Regions from separate parts of the Mus musculus genome. Here region 1 is linked to region 2. A link is a contact called in public promoter capture Hi-C data. All regions are on one chromosome and are shown on one strand. The core of a region is the stretch at or near the end of the contact, and the rest is flanking DNA. Distances in the headings are between cores, read along the strand shown.

Region 1 (4,948 bases), core at 271-2,770, 4.4 Mb after region 2:
TATCTTTTATGTATAGATAACTCAGTGAAACCTTGTTTACAATTAGAATTAAATAATTTTTAGACTTAATTGCTTTTTACCAAAGAAAAAATCTTGGTTTTCTATATTGCTTCCTGCTAATATGCTATACACCTTCAAGCTTCTTCAAAGATATTTCCTGTCACCCTCTCCTTTTCTCCCTTTCTCTCTCTCCCTCTCCCCCTCCCCACCCTTCTCTCTGAGGGGGAGTAAGTATTTCCAGACAGGATTCTCTGGCTGTCCTGGAACTAGCTCTGTAAACCAGGCTAATCCACCTGCCTCAACCTGTCATGTGCTGGGATTAAAAGGCATGTTACCACCTGACTTTTCTCTTCTTCTTCTTCTTCTTCTTCTTCTTCTTCTTCTTCTTCTTCTTCTTCTTCTTCTTCTTCTATTTCTTCTTCTTCTTCTCCTCCTCCTCCTCCTCCTCCTCCTCCTCCTTCTCCTCCTTCTCCTCCTCCCCTTCCCCCCTTCTTCTTTTTGGTTTTGGTTTTATTCAAGACTGGGTTTTTCTGTGTATCCTTGGCTGTCATGGTATTCGTTTTGTAGATAACAGGTGCTGTTAACATTGATAAGATAATGAAATTCTTCCTCACCTATCCAGTTATGAGCCTCCACACAAATAGCATACAGGATAAGACCAAGTTACTGTTACTAAAAACAAAACAAAAATTCTTGTTCCTTTTCAGGGAGAAAACTTGTAAGGATTTGACCTTTGCATTTGTGTAACATTTTTCCGAACTAAAACGTGTACCTCTATGTCAAGTACAAAACCAGCGTCCATATTGGCATTGTGGGTAGGGCAAAGTGGAATCCAGAAAATACACACAGGAAACCACTGGCAACTTCTCCAGACCCTCTATTATACCCGCAGGCATTAGGCCCTGCTGGAAACAACTTTGCTCAGGATCAGAATATAAATTGCCTCTTCATCGAGATCTGACGACCTGTTGGACCTAGGTCCGCAGCCTCAATTTCCTTATCATTAAGCACCATCTCATTCAAGTTTCTAGTTTTTAACGACTAAGGCACGCAAAGCGATTCTCAGTGTCCACAATAACTATTAGCTGTTAGGATGAAGACTCCTGGTGGTTCAGTTCACTAATGGAAGACAGCCTGCGCCTCCCTGCACTCTGGGCATGCGCAACAGCCATTATTTGCCATGCCCTTTTCTGATTAAACCTCTTGGGGAAGGAAAAAAAGGATGTATAGCCTCTTCCGTCCCATGGGAAGAGTTTAGGCGCACTATGAAGTCAGCGACATGTCAAGTTTAAGAGGATGCCTTTGCAGACCCCCGAGATTGGATCTATCACACCGACGTAATCCCTCCCCGCTCTGCGCAAGCAGCGGAGCGCAACCACGGCAGGCGGCGAGGGGAGGAGCTGAGTGACTTGCCGGCTTCTCATTGGTCCAGAATCACGGATCGACAAGCTTCTTCCCCTTCCGGTCCTCGGGTGGTCCAGGCCCGAGAAGAAGCCCGCGATCATTGGCTGGGGCCGGCTGTCAGTCCTTCCGCGTGGAGCGGCGGGCGCGGTGCGGCGCTGCGCGGCCTGGAGAGCGGTCGCGAAGCCTGCTGCAGAGAGAAGATGGCGGTCGCCGTGAGAGCTTTGCAGGAGCAGCTAGAGAAGGCCAAAGAGAGCCTCAAGAATGTGGACGAGAATATCCGCAAGCTCACCGGGCGGGACCCGAATGATGTGAGGTACGGATCGGACGGAACCCCAGAGGTTGGCGAGGTCCGGGGCCTCGGGGCCGGGCGCACCCGGGACAGAGGGCAACCGGCCGCTTGTGGGCCGACTGGGGTCAAGGGGCCCGTTTCCCGGGCGGCGGGCGAGCCCTCTGCTCGGCTAGGCGGGGAGACGCCATGCCTGCGCCTAGGGCACTGGGTGCGAGTGCTTGCGAATGGAAGGAAGGCCCGCCCGGCTGCCCGGCGTGGTTTCCGCGCCCCCGGGAAGGCCGAGACCACGGCTTCCCGCCCTTGGCGCTGCAGGCCCGGAACTGCAGTACAAAGCCCCTTTCCACCCCTGCGGCTCCGAACCCTTGTCAAGTCGGAGACCCCCGGGGGAAGCAGTGGCTGCCTCTCCCTGCTGGCTTGGGTGTCCTTCCCTTGAGGTTGGCAGATAGGACCTGACCCAGACTTATTAATATGTAGCAGTCTCGAGATACATATATTTTCGTAACGGTGGTCTTGGGGAAGCAAGAAAGAGGATTTTAATGTTTGGTTTCGAAGAAGTGGATCTGAAACGGTCATTTTAGAATTATTTGTGTTCATTTCTACGTAGTGTGTACCTTAGTGTGTGGAAGTATATGAAGCCCTCTCATGTGTCTGCATAGGACTTTTACACTGATTATAATTCTTTTTTAGGCCCATCCAAGCCAGATTGCTGGCCCTTTCTGGTCCTGGTGGAGGTAGAGGACGAGGTAGCTTATTGCTAAGGTAAGGAGATGATAACTGCCTTGTTTCTAATAAATGTATTGCAAAAGTAGAGGTTGGAGAATATTAGAACAGTTTCATATGCACTACACTTGGGAGGCAGAGGCAGGCGGATTTCTGAATTCAAGGCCAGCCTGGTCTACAAAGTTACAAAGTGAGTTCCAGGACAGCCAGGGCTATACAGAGAAACCCTGACTGGGGGGTGGGGGTGGGGGGGGGACAGTTTCATATAAACTTAACTGTTTTTAAGTTCTGTTAAGGCTTTTGACATCTAAGAATGTAATTGGTGGTAGGGTGTTGTTCATGTAATTGTTTGCTTAAGTTTGCTTCACTTGTGTTTTTCTTCTTTATGAAATCAACTAAATTCTCTAGTCGACTAGAAATACCAGTTTCTGCTAATGTTTCTCGAGCTTTAGGTTGGATGTTTCTCATTGCAGGCGTGGATTCTCAGATAGTGGAGGAGGACCCCCAGCCAAACAAAGAGACCTGGAAGGGGCAGTCAGTAGGTATGGTTTCAAAAGATGTCTGGAGAGTCAGTACCCATCTTGTTTTCTGGGACACTACAGATATTTCTATGTCATTGGGATTGATTTGAACTGGGCTAGCCCAGTTTACAGAACTCAGTGGGATTAGAAGTAACACGTTCTGTTTTGTACTTTAAAAAACACCAAGAAACGTTTGGATATGAGAAGAGAGCAAAGCTTGGTTTGGAGCATCTTGCTTCCACCCCTCCCCCACCCCCCATAAGAAAGTGGTAAATGCGATATAAACTCAGTAGAATATGCCTTCTGGAGATGAGCATTTGAACACCCATTCACCTTTGATTGATTATGCATTTGATTCCATAGTGGTCATTTCAATTCTTTCTCCCGTGCTAGGCTGGGTGGGGAGCGTCGGACAAGAAGAGAATCACGCCAGGAGAGCGACCCAGAAGACGATGATGTTAAAAAGGTATTGAAATTAAATATTAGAGGATGAACACAACTCTTAGTGTGCTTTGAAAAGCATGATAGCCCAGAACAAGAAATCATTGATCCTTTCTTCTCTCTTACAGCCAGCACTGCAATCTTCCGTTGTAGCTACCTCCAAAGAGCGCACGCGCAGAGACCTTATCCAGGATCAAAACATGGATGAGAAGGGGAAGCAAAGGTGCCTGCTCGGCGCCAGGGGGAGGGGGTGGAAGGCTCGCACTCAGCAGACGAGACGCTTGCTTACAGGACCTCTCAGACAGGGCATGCACACGTTCATTTTCCTCTTATGTTTCTTAGGAACCGACGAATATTTGGCTTGTTGATGGGCACTCTTCAGAAATTTAAACAAGAATCTACTGTTGCTACTGAACGGGTATTGGTGCCTTTTTTTTTAACTTTTTCTCTTCCTTGCTTTACCTCATTTACTCATTACCAAAGAGGAGATTAATGTTATACAGTGCAGGTAAGGGTGACTCAACAGAGACCTGCCTTCTTTGCTTCTGGGTACTGGAATTAAAGGTATTAGCCACCATACCTGGCTTTATAGTAGGTTTTTGCCTTTACTTGATGTGACTGGGTGTAGCATATATATATATGTCTGTACACCCTATGTGTACAGTGCCTTTGGAGGACAGAAGGGAGCCCAGGTTTTTTTTGTTGTTGTTGTTGTTTATTTGTTTGTTTGTTTATTTTGGTTTTGAGACAGGGTTTCTCTGTGTAGCCCTGGCTGTCCTGGAACTCACTCTGTAGACCAGGCTGGCCTCGAACTCAGAACTCTGCCTGCCTCTGCCTCCCGAGTGCTGGGATTAAAGGCGTGCGCCACCATGCCTGGCTTGGATTTTTTTAAAATTACATTTATGCCGGGTAGTGTTTTCAGTAAAATGCCTACCATGCAAATATGAGGGACCCGAGTTCCATCCCCAGAGCCCATGAAATCTAGAAGTGGTAGTCGGCACTTGTATGTTGGTAAGGTGGAGACAGATGGATTCCTAGAGCTCAGCAAAGGCCTAATACAGTGAGCCATCTTGAAAACCTAGGCTAAATTGTATTAAGGAAGCTTTTATGATTGCTGACTAGTGACTTTAAAATTTAGATATTTGTGGGGAAATGCCTCAGTTACTATTTCCCAAAACACAGATTGCAATCAGACCCAAATACAAAGTTAAAATTAAATGGGAAGAAACGTGATGAAAGCCTACGAGTAAATTTACATAGTAAAATTTAAGTTTCAAATAAGCAAGATGTGTGTGGCCTTTATTGTAATTAGATTAAAACTAAATGAACCTTGGTTGTCTTATACTGAAGAAGATTACTTACTTTTAGCAAAAAAGACGCCAAGAAATTGAACAAAAACTTGAAGTTCAGGCTGAAGAAGAGAGAAAGCAGGTTGAAAACGAGAGGCGAGAACTGTTTGAGGAGAGACGTGCTAAGCAGACGGAGCTGCGGCTTCTGGAGCAGAAGGTTGAGCTTGCGCAGCTGGTGAGCAGGGTTTTCCACCCGAAGTGAGGCAATTAATTGTTCATGTTTA
Region 2 (5,046 bases), core at 2,248-4,747:
GGATGGCTCAGTGGTTAAGAGCACTGGCTGCAATTCCCAGCAACCACATGGTGGCTCACAGCCATCTGTAATGGGATCTGATGCCCTCTTCTGGTGTGTCTGAAGAAAGCTACAGTGTACTGTACATATACATAAAATAAATCTTTTTTAAAAAAATGTAAAAGATATCTAAGTGGTAGAACAACTTGCCTAGCAAACACAAGACCCAGGTTTAACCCCCAGCACCGCCCCCCCACACACACACTCACACACACACACATACACACACACACACATATACACACACAGAGTAATTCTTCAGCACCTACACAAAGTTCTAGAGACACAAAAGAACACAACCCTTTACAGGATATCTATGAGAACTAAGCCCAAGCTGACCTGTTCCCAGTGAGGATAACTGGTCCTCCATTGTCTTCATGGTGGAGTTTAGTTCAGCCTCCATTTCTTTTTCAAATTCATCTTCACTTGATGACTCACTTTCTCCAGTAAGACATTCCCGGATGAGTTTTCGCTTTTGGTCTGGGGTTCCATGTAAAAGCACATCCAGTTCATCTTCAGAACTAGCACACATTTAAAGCACAGAGGATATGAGTATTAAAATCAGGGCCTAGGTGTGGCTCAGAGGTATAGCACTTACATACATTGCATGAGCAAAGCCCTCAGTCTGAGGTATAGCACCACAAAACAAAGCAAAATTACTTAAAACTTCTATCATCATCTTACTGCTTGTGATGGTTTGTGTATGCTTGGCCCAGGGAGTGGCACTATTAGGAGGTGTGGCCTTGTTGGAGTAGGTGTGTCACTGTGAGCATAGGCTTTAAGAACCTCATCCTATTCTTTAGTCTGTGCCCACAGGAGAGCATGCTGTCGGGCTGCTCCTATTAAAGTTGCGTGTGAGTTTTCCAAAACAAAAAAACAAAAAACCAAAAAAACAAAACAAACAAACAAAAAAAAACCTCATCCTAGCTGCCTGGAAGTCAGTAGTCTGCTAGTAGCCTTCAGATGAAGATGTAGAACTCTCAGCTCCTGCCTGCCTGGATGCTGCCATGTTCCTACCTTGATGATAATGGACTAAACCTCTGAACCTGTAAGCCAGTCCCAATTAAATGCTGTCCTTATAAGAAGAGCTGCCTTGGTCATGGTGTCTGTTCACAGCAGTAAAACCCTAAGACACTGCTCAATGGCAATTATAAGTTTTAAAAGCTTGCATGGGATATACCTAGCACATTACACATAGATTATGCTCATTAATAGGCAAGAGATGAGCTAATCCTTCCTAGTTTCAGTTTTGGCTTTGGGTTTCTTTTTTGTTCTGGGGACAGAGTTTTACTATATAGCTCTGGTTAACCTGAAATTTGCTATATAGAGCAAGCCTCAAACCTGCAACAATCCTGCCTCTGCTCCCTGACCGCTGAGCTGCAGACATGAGCCACAAGTATAACCTGATCTCTTTCTCCTTGTATGCACATAGGCGTTCTACTTGTACGTGTATCTATATATCAGTTGTATTGCCTGATGCTCTCAGAGGCCAGAAAGGGCACTGGATCCCCCAGAGTTACAGTGAGATGGTGTGAGCTGCCCTGTGAGATCTGGGAACCTAATCCAGGTGTTCTGCCAGGACAGCCAATGCTCTTAACCACTGAGCCATCTTTCCAGCTTTCCTTTTGGCTTCTCGTATTATCACACTGCTTTCCAATACCATTATACCAATTCATTAACTAATTCTATTAAACTAAAAAAAAAAAAAAACTTTCTTCAAAGAACTGAGTTTTATTTAAATAAAACCAATATAATTATATACAATTAATATCCCAACATAAAATATTTAATAGGAATTAAATACTATAATTTAATTTAAAAGACGTGGAAAACTATGCTACAGCAAACTGTGAATAGAGAGAACTATGCACACTGACTATTCTTCCTGGAGCTGGAAACTGAACCCAGCATTTCATGCACCTGTTCTACCGTTGAGCTACATCATAGCCCTAAGAAAATTACAGTACATTCCAAATTCTAACTAACTTCTGTCATCGTAGACTGACTTCTGTGATTAGTTTCCTATCAACAGAATTATAATAAATGTACATCAATAATAGGAAGAAATAAAACAACAAAAATGAATTAAGTCAGGGCCAGCAAGATAACTCAGCAGCAGACAAAGGGCTTGTCACCAAGCCTCATGACCTGAGTTCAATTTCTGGGACCCACATGGAAGGAGACAAGTTGTAGATTAAGACGCGGAGAAAAAAGCCAGGCGTGAGCTGGGCGTGGTGGCGCAAGCCTTTAATCCCAGCACTCGGGAGGCAGAGGCAGGTGGATTTCTGAGTTCGAGGCCAGCCTGGTCTACAAAGTGAGTTCCAGGACAGCCAGGGCTATAGAGAAACCCTGTCTCAAAAAAAACAAAACAAAAAAAAAAAAAAAAAAAAAAAAACTGCGGGAAAAAGAACAACAAAGCAAAAGCCAGCTGCAAGAAATGCCTTGGACATTTTTTTCTTGTTTTAAGACAAAATCTTACGTAGCCCAGAACCAGCTTTGAACTCTTCACCCTCTGGCCTCCTAAATGATGGGATTATAGGCATACACTACCATGTCTGACTTAATTCATTTAACTTTTAAATTACAGTTTTAAAAATGTTGTGTATAGCCGGGCATGGTGGCGCATGCCTTTGGTCCCAGCACTTGGGGGGCAGAGGCAGGCGGATTTCTGAGTTCGAGGCCAGCCTGCTCTACAGAGTGAGTTCCAGGACAGCCAGGCTATACAGAGAAACCCTGTCTCGAAAAACAAAAGAAAGAAAGAAAGGAAGAAAGGAAGGAAGAAAGAAAGAAAAATGTTGTGTATATGGGCATATGGGTGCTATGGCATGCGTGTGGAGATCATAACTTAAAAAAAAAAAAAAAGCCCATTCCTTTTTTTTTTTTTTTCCATTCTCTATTCCCTAGTTTCTACTTGACAGTCTTCAAGATAAGTACTTCGTGCTAAGGGCCAGGCCCTCACTAGCTTAGGACACTGTCCCATACTTGTATTTCCATTTACAGATGCGAGGCCGAGAACTGACTTGCCTTCGGTCACAGTGCTAGTAAACGGTAAACAGGGTTCCATCTAAGGCTTCACGCCTGGGGGCCCACGTAATTCCGGAACATCCCTCTTCCCGCACTGCTGTCCATCCTGGTTCCCTAGAGACTGAGCAGCGCCATCAAGCGCCCCGAGGCTCCCGCAAGTGAAGCGGACGACACTGCGCCCAGGGACGGCCGGCGCGAACAACACAACGGCCTCAGCCAAGGCAGGGCGGAGACGCGGGGCAGCGGCCCACCTGCTCAGAGCCGGCTCCTCGTCGCTCGGCTCTTCCACCGCGTACGGGTCATAGTCATCCTGGAGTCGGTTCATGGCGACCTGAGGACGCCTACACCGCCCCGGCGTCTGTGTACTCCGCCAGCGCCTTCCCCAAAGCTTCCCGGAGACTCCACTTCCGCCCGTACTGCGAGTCCTTCCTGTGCGCCTGCGCAAGCCGTCCAGTGACAAGGATGCAAGAGACGGGGCGTGCGGAGGGTCAATGTTAACACGTCTCTACGTTTTCTTTTCCGCTGAAAATAGCAGTTGTCTTTGTGCATTTTTCTTCTCGCCGCCGCCGCCGCCGCCACCTCCTCCTCCTCCTCCTCTTAACTTAAGCTTTATTTAGGTTTTGAAAAGGTCTCACTAACCCAGTCTAACCTGTAACCAGTTATGTAGCCCAGGCTGGCTTCGCTCTGCTTACCGTGACCTGCGGAGAGCTGAGATTACAGTTGTATATCACTATCCAGTCAGATTTATTTCTTCAAAGTTGTTATCTTAGCCCTTCTCTCATGGTTTTTATTAGGTTTATTGGCTGTGTGCAAGTAAATAATGTATAATAGACCTACTCAGAAAAACACCACGGAAAAACGATTTTTCTTTTACTAGTTAAACTTAACAAGGGTGGATCTCTTAGAATCCTGTCCTCCGCTAGCAGAAACTGAATTGAGCTAAAAAAAACTTTTTCTTTGCCCAGAGCCTGGGCAGAAGCTTAGGTTTTGAATTCCAGATTCGATTGCCCACTACCAACAAACCCCGCCCCCGCCTCACAGCCTTAGTGGGCGGAGTCGCGTTGAGGGGCCTACAGACGAGTTCCCGCGGCGTCACCACAAAGGCGTGGAATATGTAGATGAGAATTTCACGCAAAGGCTACCGGTTCTCCCTAAATAGACATTTTTTTCCGTTATTGATAATATTTACATAATATAAGCGTATATTTATGGATCAAGGTTAGAAAAGAGAATATAATGTAGAGAAGACGCATTGAGGAAGAGACCGTAGTTATAAAGTAAGTATACAATGATGGAGAGCCTGCACACGGCACTCGCAACTCATACTTACCTGGCAGGGGAGATACCATGATCACGAAGGTGGTTTTCCCAGGGCGAGGCTCATCCATTGCACTCCGGATGTGCTGACCCCTGCGATTTCCCCAAATGCGGGAAACTCGACTGCATAATTTGTGGTAGTGGGGGACTGCGTTCGCGCTCTCCCCTGGCATTTTTGTTGAAAAAATAGAAAACATTTACTTTAGCATTGCGAAAGACTTGCTTTCTACCTGGTGTTTTAGTTTTTTTTTTTTTTTTTTTTTTAAAGATTTATTTATTTATTATATATAAGTACACTGTAGCTGTCTTCAGACACTCCAGAAGAGGGCATCAGATCTCATTACGGGTGGTTGTGAGCCTGGTTGCTGGGATTTGAACTTCGGACCTTCGGAAGAGCAGTCGGGTGCTCTTACCCACTGAGCCATCTCACCAGCCCTAGGTTTATTTTTGAATGATGTGTAAGGTAATTGTCAGTTGAAATAAGTTTTACTATCTCAGTTAGCACCAACAACTTGTTTTCTTTTTTTTCTGGTGTTTTCAAGACAGGGTTTCTCTGTCCTCGAACTCACTTTGTAAAAAGGTCAGATACTAACTGTTTAGGTGAAGCAAACCCAAAAGGTGTTGTATTTGCTAAGCTTTATGTAAACATGACACTAACTTCATGAA

What was found. Promoter capture Hi-C pulls out the DNA fragments that hold promoters and counts their contacts.
Region 1: a promoter capture Hi-C map of pre-B cells shows a contact between it and region 2. The contact joins the promoter of Pnn here to the promoter of Eapp in region 2. A contact is called at or near these places in 3 of 39 promoter capture datasets (the C10 cell line, cranial neural crest and pre-B cells).

The regions. Positions count from the first base shown.
Region 1 is chr12:59,065,399-59,070,346 of GRCm38.p6, forward strand. It overlaps Pnn (pinin), which reads left to right and starts at 1,521. Exons shown (of 9, transcript NM_008891.2): 1 at 1,521-1,717; 2 at 2,381-2,452; 3 at 2,887-2,955; 4 at 3,328-3,400; 5 at 3,504-3,598; 6 at 3,718-3,793; 7 at 4,744-4,899. The coding sequence starts at 1,605.
Region 2 is chr12:54,692,397-54,697,442 of GRCm38.p6, forward strand. It overlaps Eapp (E2F-associated phosphoprotein), which reads right to left and starts at 3,498. Exons shown (of 6, transcript NM_025456.4): 1 at 3,315-3,498; 2 at 379-560. The coding sequence starts at 3,388. Gm22513 (a small nuclear RNA gene) reads left to right here and starts at 4,386; the gene lies at 4,386-4,549.